Linked DNA regions of Anser cygnoides: region 1 is linked to region 2. Evidence: chromatin contacts called from public Hi-C data. All regions are on one chromosome and are shown on one strand. Each heading gives the region's core, a stretch centred on a gene start, on an enhancer-like site or on the middle of the called end of the contact. The rest is flanking DNA. Distances are from core to core; before and after follow the strand shown.

The links. A called contact is a pair of places that touch in the nucleus more often than the background predicts.
Region 1: a Hi-C map of granulosa cells shows a contact between it and region 2, with 1.7 times the contacts expected there. The contact joins the enhancer-like site here to the promoter of VIPR2 in region 2. A contact is called at or near these places in 2 of 7 Hi-C or Micro-C datasets (granulosa cells and liver).

The regions. Positions count from the first base shown.
Region 1 is chr2:11,151,270-11,156,768 of Taihu_goose_T2T_genome, forward strand. The region is part of intron 3 of ZMYND11 (zinc finger MYND-type containing 11); the gene reads left to right. Among named protein-coding and RNA genes, the nearest start is that of ZMYND11, 71 kb to the left of the region's middle. Within about 2 kb of position 2,587, at least 1 of the 3 cell types and tissues checked has open chromatin away from gene starts, as enhancers often do.
Region 2 is chr2:10,946,628-10,952,389 of Taihu_goose_T2T_genome, forward strand. It overlaps VIPR2 (vasoactive intestinal peptide receptor 2), which reads right to left and starts at 3,069. Exons shown (of 14, transcript XM_048050545.2): 1 at 2,702-3,069.

The DNA.
Region 1 (5,499 bases), core at 1,337-3,836, 200 kb after region 2:
GCCCGTGGTTTCATCATGAATGCTCTTACTACCAGAGAGCACAAAGAGGAAGAACATGTCATACCAAATGAAGAAAAATTTTCTTCAATATTTAAAAAAAAATCTATTTGTCTTCTCCATCTGTATTGCCTTGAATCTGAAGTCCTGTATGAATTCACTGATCCAAAGCCAAACACAGCCCAAACCATGACAGTTATTGTTCCTCTCATGTTGTAAGCAATTGGGGATTTTCCAGGCTGGAACTTTCCAGAGAGATTCTTAGTTATTTTGAAAGAACCAGTGTTCTTTACATCTGCTACGCACTGATCCAAAGAGTTAATGAATGTAGTTTAGGGAGAGAAAAGTTCAGACTGGCTTCCATCTCTTATTCAACACCTCAGGGAAAGTATGAGGAGACTTTGAGGCTCAGGGCACCTATCAGTATGGTCACACAAGGGCACTCAAGGGAAATGAGCATCTGGGGTTCTTTGACTCTTTCTTTGCTGTCTGTCTTCTCATCCTCTTAAGGTCCCATCATTCAGAGCTTATTTTGCCAAGAGAACAGCATCATATCAATCACTGTGCACTAAAAGCAAAGGATTTTCTAGGAAATTATTATCATAAAGTGCACTAGCATAAAATTATACTTATTACTGAGCAAAAATAAGTGTCCACTAATGTAATATCCTGGTGTGGATTTGTGAAAGTTCAGAAAAAACAAATTTTTTCAAGTCATCAAATCAAAGCATAGACTATTTTGTCTTTGAGAAGCAAAGTGGACCTCCGAACTCCCACTTTATTGATGAGAAATATTATACTCTTGTGTTAAACCCAAGGCCCTCTTTTGTCTTTACTTTAAGACTATTAGCATGTAACGCATGAGAATGGCCTCACTGTCCTTCCAGTGGCCTTTCTTTCCCCAGACAGGTTAAGAATCATGAACAATTCTGTGCATTCCTTTTCCAACTTTGTTTTTCTTTTCCTGTGCATTCAGGAGTATTTCTTCCCTCCACTCTTCTTCCCTCCAAACCCTCCTTAGTTTTCATCCCCTAAAAAGAGAGTACCTGTACCTACCGAATGTCAGTGCAGAAGCTCACATTGTTTGAGGATCTTCACACTACCAAAGATAATAGTGAAAGAGTCCACCTAATTGCATAGCTAAGAGATGATACTTCTTTTAAACTGGTGAAACAATCCCATCAGCATCTTCGCTTGCATCTCCCAGCTTTACCAACTTGACTGTTAAAAATTCAGTCAGTCTAGTGCTGTTTTCTTCTTTAAGGTTTTCACTCACTGCTCTGTAGTTGAGATACTGATGTTGTTGTTCACAGATTTCACAAAATGTTTTTGCTGCCTGAAAGGGTGTTCAGGAGAATGGTAGTTTACTTCCAGGTTTGAAGCAGACTAGTCAAACTAGTGCACATAACGCTTCCCCCATGGGACTCAAATTATTTTAATAGATTAGATGACTTAGACCAGCCCATCTTGAGCTTGTTCTGAAAATGTGCATTTTGTGTTTTTTGTTTGTTTGTTTATTGTTGTTGCTATTCACTTCTTTTGTGCCAACATGGTAGCATTGTTTTCATTCAGTTTGTGGATGCAAACTGCTGTGCATCTCTGGCAGTTACGTTGGTTCTTGTGATGCCATGCTGGTCACTGAATGAAGCTTTGTTGAAGCTGATTAACTTATTAACATTCATGCTTCATTCACAATAAATGCAGACCTCATTCTTTCATATCACTGACAGCTGGAGCCGTACCAGCCACACCTATGACACAGGGGAAAAAGACAAGAAGTTGGAGTTATGTAGGAAGTTTTGTTGTTGGTTCAGATAAAAAAGGTTGGACTATTGTTTGAGGAAACTGTGTGTGGAGAAACATCAACTAGAAAAACAGTACAAAATCTCATGGAGAAGATATGGCCAGGAAAGCAATGTAAACATATGCTAAGAAAGAAGAGTGGAGGGCGAGCCCTTTTGTGCACAGTGCTTCTTGGAAAGAGGCTTGGAACTACAAGGAAATAATGGTTGGTTTTTGTTTTTTGTTTCTTTTTTCCTGATCTGGATTCATCTTGTGTCAAAAAAGAACAAAACCTTCACATACATAATAAAAATATGTGGAAATAAAAGGCACTGCACCTAATAAATACTTCACTCCATCACTGATTTATCTCCCTAATGAAAACAGCCTACAAACCTCCTCTTGGTTCAACCTAAGTAAAAAATGGTGACATTAATAGCAGAAGTGAATCCAGTTTCTGAGCAGATAAGTTGCAAGTTTCTATTAACCTTGAACTCACTTGGAACGCGAAGAAGGAAAAAAATTATTTTCATTTAAGATCATATTCTATTTCTAATATCCTGGAGGAGAATGTTCGCATTGCCTCACCTCAAATAATATATACTACTGCTACCCAAACATGATCTTCTGGGGAGGGAAACTGAGATTTATTCATTGCTTCAGGAACACAGCTCATAGGCTGAGAAGATAAACACAGAGGGATTTTAGCAGTTGTTTTGGCTGCTGGCATGCTACTACACTTCTTGGAAAAAGTTCCCGTCTTCATTAGCTCTGGGAGTTAGAGACGGGCTCTGTACTTTGGAGCCAATCACCTTGAACTGGCCAGAACATAAATACAAGATAGGAGAGGGAATAAAAATCTACCTGTCGTGGCAGGCATCCAGAGAAGATTTCGGCGGTTTCTGCCAGAAACAGAAGACTTCTAAGACAAACTGGCAATAAATTAATTAGACAAACTTGGGCTTGCAGATTAAACTCAGTGAACGAAAGCCAAAAGAGTACGGAGAGGCTCTGGAATTCACTGCAGAACCTGAGTCTTCTTGCATGTGTGCATCAGAACTGGAAGCAGTTATCAGTGAAGAAAACGAAAATGGATTATCACGAGCCTATAAACGCATCTGTGTTTAATACATATTACGGAGAAAGAGATTTTGGTCTGTCTCCTGACTGATGATTTTATGTTCTTTTCAGGATAAAAATGATCTCTAAAGTGAGAGAAATTAAAAATAATGGAACAAATTAGTTGTTGGCTGATATTCTGAAAATCCGTATAAAATGAGCCATAATAAATAAATAAAGTACTTGAGGTTAAGCAAGATGACTAGGTAGTTGTGAGGACATATGAAGTCATTATTGCTTTGGATTTCTTTTTGTGATAAAGTGTAAGTAATGAATACCACAAAGTGTCCTACAAAGTCAGTTTGTGGAAATCCATTTTAAAGATGAAGCCCAGGTCATCAAAGGAAAGGATCTATAAAAAGGCAACTGATTTGCAATGGACAGATTATCCTGTCTGTAAAAGCACAGATCATTGTAGCTACTTGCTGCAGTAGGGTTTTAGAAAAGGAAGGAGAAGATAAAGTGAAACAATTTTCATAAAGGGATTCTAGCTGCTGACATCTTTTTGGCTTTGAAGGAGAGATGGATGCTTGCTTATTTGCTGAGCACTTCTGATGAGCAAAAGCAGCAGGAAAAAAAATACCAAGCAAAACAGGAGCCAATGTGTTTAGTAAATACATATATACAAGGAAACTACTGGGGAGAAAATGAGCTTACTTTGATGCTGAATTTACTCTAACGTTAAATGTAAAACATGGGATGATCTAAGAAGCTTTATCACTGTAAAGCAATCATCCTGATCAAGTATGGATCCTGTACAGCAATGATAAAAGGGAAATACTTTATTAAACAGCTAGCTCACTATTTATGTGCTGCAGAGATGGATAAGTCCTCGGAGCCATCAAGCAATTAATCTTGCCTTCTTCAGTTCTGAGCCTTACCCATCGTTGTGATGAAGAAAAGAGAAGAGCAGATTCAGTGGGGTACTGAATGCAAGTTTACAGGAGGATTCTTGCTCACTGAGAAATAGATGGAGCCGAGGATGTTGTGTCATGAAGAGAAGGCTGACCCAAAGGGCAGGAGGAAGACTGCTCTCACAGCAGGCTAGGACCTGTGGAGAAAAACATATGCAGTGTCTCCACTGTGTTCGAAGACAATGGGAATGGTGCTCCATGACGCGTTGCATTTGTTAGACCCAGGTAGTATTTAATACACTCTACTGTCTGACTGAAAACCAAGACATCTGCTAGTGATTCGTGGTAAGATTTCTTACTGGGGACTGTACCCAGTGAGATACAGCATGCTTAAAAAAGAGGCAACTGTGCGTGTACTAGGTGCCTAACTGCTAGTCTTCCTCTGAAGGAAGGAATACGGATCTGCCTTGTCCAGCTCCATAGATGAACAGGCACATTTTGTGAAACTTTTATTACAGAGCAGTCACTTGGAAGTTCAACAGCAGTGCAAAAGCAGTGGATAGTGGGAGACACTTCAAAATTGAACGTGGTTTAGCATTTCCACAGTTCTTAAGGGCTCTCGCACCTAATCTTGTCCGTGCTTCTTTCAGAGTGCTTTAGTATGGGACACAGTTTCAGATATTTATGCTCTGAGAGAAGTGTCGATGAACAGACCAATCATTTAAGGGTGTAGTAGCTGTTTAGAGCAAATGTATAAGTAAGAAGCATTTCCATCAGGTTTTGTACCGGAGGACAGGAGTGCTGTAGATAGTGCACCCCTACAGTAGTTTATTACATTTGTGAATCATCAAGACTGAAAAATGCACTGCAAAGTTTTAACAATTACCTGTAGCAAAGCTCGTGTATTCAAAAAGCTTGGATAGGAAAAGCTCGGATGCTGCCTGAAAAAGACAGAAAGGAACAGGTAGATTAACAATGGAAAATTTGTTTAGAAATAGCTATTGCTTTGGGGTTTTGTTTAAAGTGCAGCATGCCCTGGGACCTCTTAAGGAGAGGACTCAGATACTGAAGAAAAGTTCGATGGAGTGATGGCATTGTAGATACATTCATGCTAGAATGCAGTACCACCTCTTGCTATCATAACAAAGGCTTTCCATTTGCCTCAGGAAGTTTGAAATATGAAAGATTAAGTACAGAAGATAGGAAGTTCTTCCCACCAGCAGATGATGATGGATATAGGTTGCAAAACGCAAGATGTGAAAAAGGAATGTGTAGTCCTTGTGGGAGGCATTTCTTTTGATGTATCTGTCTGCTTGATACAGACTGGTAGTCAACTTCTGTTTGATTCTGGTGAAGAGTTACTGAAAGCCAACTAAGAGACGTGAACAGCAGAATCCAAAACTTAAAAAGCTTCTCCCTTAGCTGAAGGAATCAGAGGAAAGAAGTGTTCCTTGTGACTGTTCCTGAATCCTGAAATACACCTGAAGAAACTGAATCCAGAACATTTGCCTCGGGAATAGCATCTTTAAATTGAGCATGGCCCAATTATCTCATTAGATGTCAGAGGAATCATAGGAATTTATTCATTGAGATTCTTTCCAGTTTTTAAAGGGTTACAAAATAATCAGGAAAAGATTCCACTAAAGTTTTGGATTGGTGATTTGAAAATGTCTTGAAATAAATATAGCATGCTACTATTTTCAAATAGGTTTTATTTTGGAAATGACTTCTTTCTGCTAGCTTGGAC
Region 2 (5,762 bases), core at 1,819-4,318:
GCATTCACTAATTCCTGCCTGTAGCATTTTAAGGTTAACTGTCGTTTACAAGAAAATATTTAACCTTCTAGTGCATTTGCCAATACTTTCTTCCTCCAACAAAACAATGAGTTAAACTGAAGCAAGAACGTAAACACAGAACATAAAACCAAATCAAACTGCATTATCTTTGACATGGTAAATTTTGATTTTCTTCCCTTTTCCACCATGTATATTTTATGTCATGAAGGCCTCAGAGCATGATTATTTGATTCAAGCAAGTCCTACACAGGAGAAAAAAAAAAAAAAGAAAAAAAAAAGATTTTATTTTAAATGAACACAATATTGCCTTTACTCACGTACGGCCCTGCCCCTATTTATTTATGTCCATGGGAAGAGACAGGGATATAGATGGGGAGAGAAACAAGACACTAGGAAGCTATGCTGACATCAGTGGGATTCACAGAGATCATAATGAAATAAAACACGAATATGCTGTACTTCAGTCATCCTCACACTTTTAGCTACAGAGGAAAGGGTGGTGTCTCTTACTTTTTCTGGGAGACCTTTAATAGCAGGATCTGGTAATAGTCTCTGATTCATCAGACACTATTTTTCAAAATTGCAATACTTAATGAAGCTGTGATTGGGGACCTGGAACCTGGGACCGGAGTTCGGACTGAGAGCCCGGTTATTCCACGGGCTCCCTGTGGGCAAGCCAGTTGCACAGCTTTTAAAAATACACCGTGATAACCATAAGCATAACATAACGTAGCTTAACTGTAAGATAACAGCAGGAGATGTTTTCTACGGAAACTCCAGAAATCTGTCTCTTCTCCTCAAAGTTTGTCATTTCATCATCTATGAAAACAGAACCTTATTTCCATTTTCCATATTTTGACTATTTAAATTATAAGCTTTCTGGGCAGGTATTTTTTTAAAGGAATTTTTACAAATCCTTAACTTAAATTAGGATTCCTAGCAGTTATCGTAGAAAGTTCAGAGTTAAACTGAAAATAACTGCATATTGTTATGTATTATGTGCTTTCCAGATAGCTCCTACTTAGAATAAAAGGCTCATGTAAACATAATGACTTTTAATGCATTTTCCTTCCATATAACAGATTTTGTAAAAAAAAAAAAAAAATGTTATTTTGTCAATTGCAAGCATTCACTAGCTGACAGTAGACCTCCTACTCATCAAAAAGTATAAGAATTAATGGGTGTTGGAAAGGTGGATTCCAGTTAATGGAAATGTTAAATAAATGAGGAGTAAATCAAAGCAGCTACTTCCGTGAATGAAATTTGCAAAATAAGTACTTAGAAAAGAACCACAACTTTCCCACTACCGGTGATCTAATATTGAAGATTACTTCGAGAACATATATTTGGTACTACCCTAAGGTAATGCAATATTACTTTTCAAATACGGGATGCATGCCAAACCGTAACATACTTTGTTCCAATACACAGCCCAGTTTCCTTCAGATGTACTTCACCCAGCTAAGGAGATTTAGGGCTCAGTCCTGTGTGGCACTGATGGTGTCCCGAAACACATCGAGAACCCCAAAATGAATTTTGAGGGCACTCACCAGCCTTCAGGGCCAGCCAGATATGCGTATCTGTCTTTCCTTCTGCTTTACCAAGTGTAGGCTATTCTTTGTAAGTAGTGATTACAGACCTGTGTGCACTGTAGTGTGTATTACAAAGGTACACAGGGACTTGGAAATCCAGCTGAAGAGTCTCTCAGCATTCTTAGTGGCTGAACAACCTTTAAGGCACCCAGAATAGCAATCAGTTGGCAAAAACATTTTGTTTGACAAGTAGTTTACATTTACCTTCAGCATGTTTTCCCAACTCTTGTTGGAAATGGTCTCAGATTTTAAATTTACAGTAACAAAACGGTAAGATTCAGAGGGTAGATTTTTATTATTATTTTATTTGAGGTCATGTTTTTGGAAACATTGTAGACTTTTAAAGACTGCAAGAAACCGAAGTTTCTTACAACTGAAGAAACACTTAAAAATATAGAGATGTTGAAGGAAGATACCTTAAAAGAAACTATTTTAATATTCTGAATGCTTTTTTATGTTAATATTACAGAGGAATTAACTGTGCACGTACTACAATTGCTAATGACCCTCTAGACCGTACCAAGGCAATGCTCTGCGGTGTCTGCAGAAACTCTCGGTGAAGTAGTTTTCGGGGACAGCCGAGATAACTAAAACAACCGAGAACAACCCACAGCTACCGGGAACAAGCCACAATAACCGGGAAGAAGCCACAACCACCGGGAACAAGACCCAACCGCCGCCGGCCCGGGGAGTCCGGCCCCGCCGCCCGTTCCCCTCAGCCCAGCTCGGCCGGGGCAGGAGCCGTCCCGGCCCCTGAGGAGCGGCCGGGGGCGCGGGGTCCCCCCGGCACCGCCACCTGCCGGGGTGCCGGCGGGGCTGAGGAGCCCCAAATCCCTGTGGATGGGTGGGGATCATTCGCCGTTCCGCAATTACAGCGGCAGAAGTCGCGTATCTCCCGCCCGGAGAGAGTTTGCCCAGCCGAGGTCCCTCGCACCTGCTACGGCTGCCTCGGAGCCCCCTCAGGGGGACAGGGGAAGCTGTGAGGGAACCGCCACAGGCGGCTCCGGGACAGGAGCGGGGCAGACGGGGCAGGGCTGGCGGTGCGGAGCGAGGGGCGAGCGCTACCCTCCCGCCGCAGGGTGACTTACCCGCCCCAGGCTCCAGCAGAGGAGGAGGAGGAGGATCGGCAGGTTCCTCATGCCAGCCAAGCGCCGTTGGGCTCCGCTGCCCCGCGCCGCTCCGCGGGCCCCCTCGGAAAGCGGCGAGCAGGAGCCGGGTCCCGCCGCGGCACCATAGGGCCCGGGGGCCGCCGCTGCCCGGGGCGCCGAGCCGAGCCCCCCGCCCCGCGGGCGGCCGCCGCCCTGCGGCTGAAGGCAGCTCCCGCACCTGCCCCCGCCGCCGCCCGCTCCGGCGGCCGTCAGCTCCCGGCCCCGCCGAGTCCCTGCCCGCCGCCTCTCAGCTCCTCCTCTACGCCCCGGCTCGCTTCCCTCCCGCTTCTCTCTTCAGCCCCTCTCCGCCGCTGGCTTTTCTCCTCCTCCCCCTTGCCGCCGCTCCCGCTCCCCTCATGAGGTGTGGGTCGCTCCCGCCGCCCCTCAGGTGCTCCCGCGCCGCCATGGGGCTGTGGGCAGCGCTCGCCCCTCGCTGCCAGCCTCCAGGAGCCCGAGAAACCCCCTCAGGCTTCTTTTTGAGGGTCCCGGGTGCCCGTCCCGACGGTGTGCCGGGGCACCGGTGCCAGCTTTGGGATTTTGGGATCCCTGCTGCCTGTCAAAACACCGAGGCGATCGGGCCCGGTCCCCCCGGAGCAGACACGCACACACAAACCTACACGGTGATGTGGGGTCAGCCAAGAGACCCCTGGGCAGATCAGCAACTGTATTACAAAACCTTTCGTGCCCCCTAGCTGTTTTTTTTTCGAGGTGTCAATACAGCACAATGTTTTAAGGCAACTTTGTAAGATTGCCGGGCAGTTTATACTGGGGTATAGATATTGCTTTTGCCTCACAAGGCATTTACAATATATAATAAAGTGAGAATCATGTTAATCCATGTCTATTGTCACAGAAAAAGCAGAGTTCATGTGCTGGCTTTTAGCTGAGAATGAGAATAAATTAGATTTATCTTTCTGCTGTCTCACATGTGCTGTAATTTCAGTGGTATATACTGAAAGGGGCTCAGTAGGCAACATAAGACTTCTAAATAGTCTTATGCCACCCAAAATAATTAGCTATAAGCAAAGCCAAGGACACTTCTGGGACAAAGCTGAAGAGAATTTTCATATTTTTTTAATGTATTTGAGAAAATTCCCTTCATATTTTAAGAACATAGATCTGATTATAACCTCTGCGATATCATTAAAAAGAAACACTACAAACTGTAATGAACAGTGTTATGACCTGCATGCTGAGAGCAGAGGGACATATTAATGTAGAAATAAAACCTTTTTCTAGGATGGCATATGATCAAGTAATGAAAATATTTTCATTACAGCAGAAAATTGTACCCCTTCAGATTGACTTTGTTCTGTGCAGGACAGCTGAACTGAAATGTCAAATTGCGCCTACTCCTAAAACAGCTGGGTTGGAGAAGAACCCGGGTATGCCGCTAGCTCTCAGACTCCAGGGCAGAATCCCAGGTCAAACCTCTTGGAAATGAAGAATTGCACATTGCATCCCCCCTGATTCCTGAGACCAGCGTCCAGGGTTCCCCTTTGGACTCCTGGTTGCTGACATATGCTGGCTGGGGGTGCTCTTAGCACTTTCTTAAGAGCTATACGGCTTTCCGAAATAGCAATCTCAGGACAGTTTATCTATTTTTTCCCTATTACAGGAATCTGATGTCTTATTATTTCAAGGTTTTGGAAAATCCTTACTATCTTTTTCTTTAGAAGTTATTTCTTGCACTTTGTGAGATGAATGTCTAAGAAAGCAGTCATTAAATGCAACCACTCTGGGTGAAATTTCTGTGTGTCAAGGCTCTTCAGGTACTTCAGGTACTTCAGGTACAGCAGTAAACCCAACAGCAGTCCCTGTGTAGAGGAGCTATCAGGCAGACTATCCACCAGCTGGACTCCCCCAGCAGCTGAGGACACAAGGGATGCCAGACACCAAATCCCAGTGTTTGATTCTTTGAGCAAATGATTCATTAGGCTGCTGAAGCTGAGTAGCCTGGGAAACCAATTAACAAATTAGTGTTAACGTTCTGTGTAGAAACAGTCTTGGGAACTGTCATCATTACTCCTTTTGTTGAATGACAGAAACTCGTATCTTGGGTATAAGGCAGTCCCCATGTCCCAGAACTGGCAAAGAATTTTTGAAACTTATATACATTCTGTCAGAAGGTTGTCCAGAACCAGATTTTTGTCATGTTTTGTTTTCAAAGAATCAGCGTTATGGGACAAAAAGAAAAATTATCAGATATTTCCCAACCATCAACAACAACAACCATAACAATGGTTATTATTTCTGTCACTATTCCTAATGATGACTCTTTGACATGAAAGAGGCAACAGATGAAAGAGATGCATCAAATACTAAGATTTTGTTTAGATATGGCTGAGTGCTTTTTTTTTTTTTTTTTTTTTTTTTTTTTCCTGAAGAGAATACAAATCATTCACAGATGAAGCCTGGAAAGTGTGGTTAAAGTTCTTTTTACTTAAACATAGCACCGTTCAGTGCCAGCTGTTGAGGGAAAAAATAATGAACAAAAAGAAATTAAAACAGCTGTTGATATATGGAGATATATAAAAATTAGCCTGATACACTTATGCAACGAAGACTGGATAGCGTTATGGCATATAAATTTAGACACTTGGTGTAGATTTGATGTCATTTCCAAGAATGTCCTAGCAAATTTGGAGGAAAGAATAAAGAGAGATATTTTGTGGAGGTTGTGGAGGTATCCTCTAGGCACAGATTGCACAGACATGGAGGAAAAGGATGAAGTCCAAAAAAGGGAGAGAATTTACAAAAGAGGTGGTGGAGAAGTTTGACTGAAATGGTTATTACTTGGAATCAGCAAGGCCCAGGTGTTACAGAGGGGGCAGTAAAGTGATAATGGAAAGTTCGTCATCAGGTAATGGGCCCATTGATGAGCAATGCCAAAGTCCTGCAAGCTCTGTGCTCCCCTAATACTTGGAGGAGCCAAAAGGCTTGCTCCAGTTCCAGATGTTGGAAAAGTCTGCCTTCACAGGAAAGGTCCATGTCAGTAGTT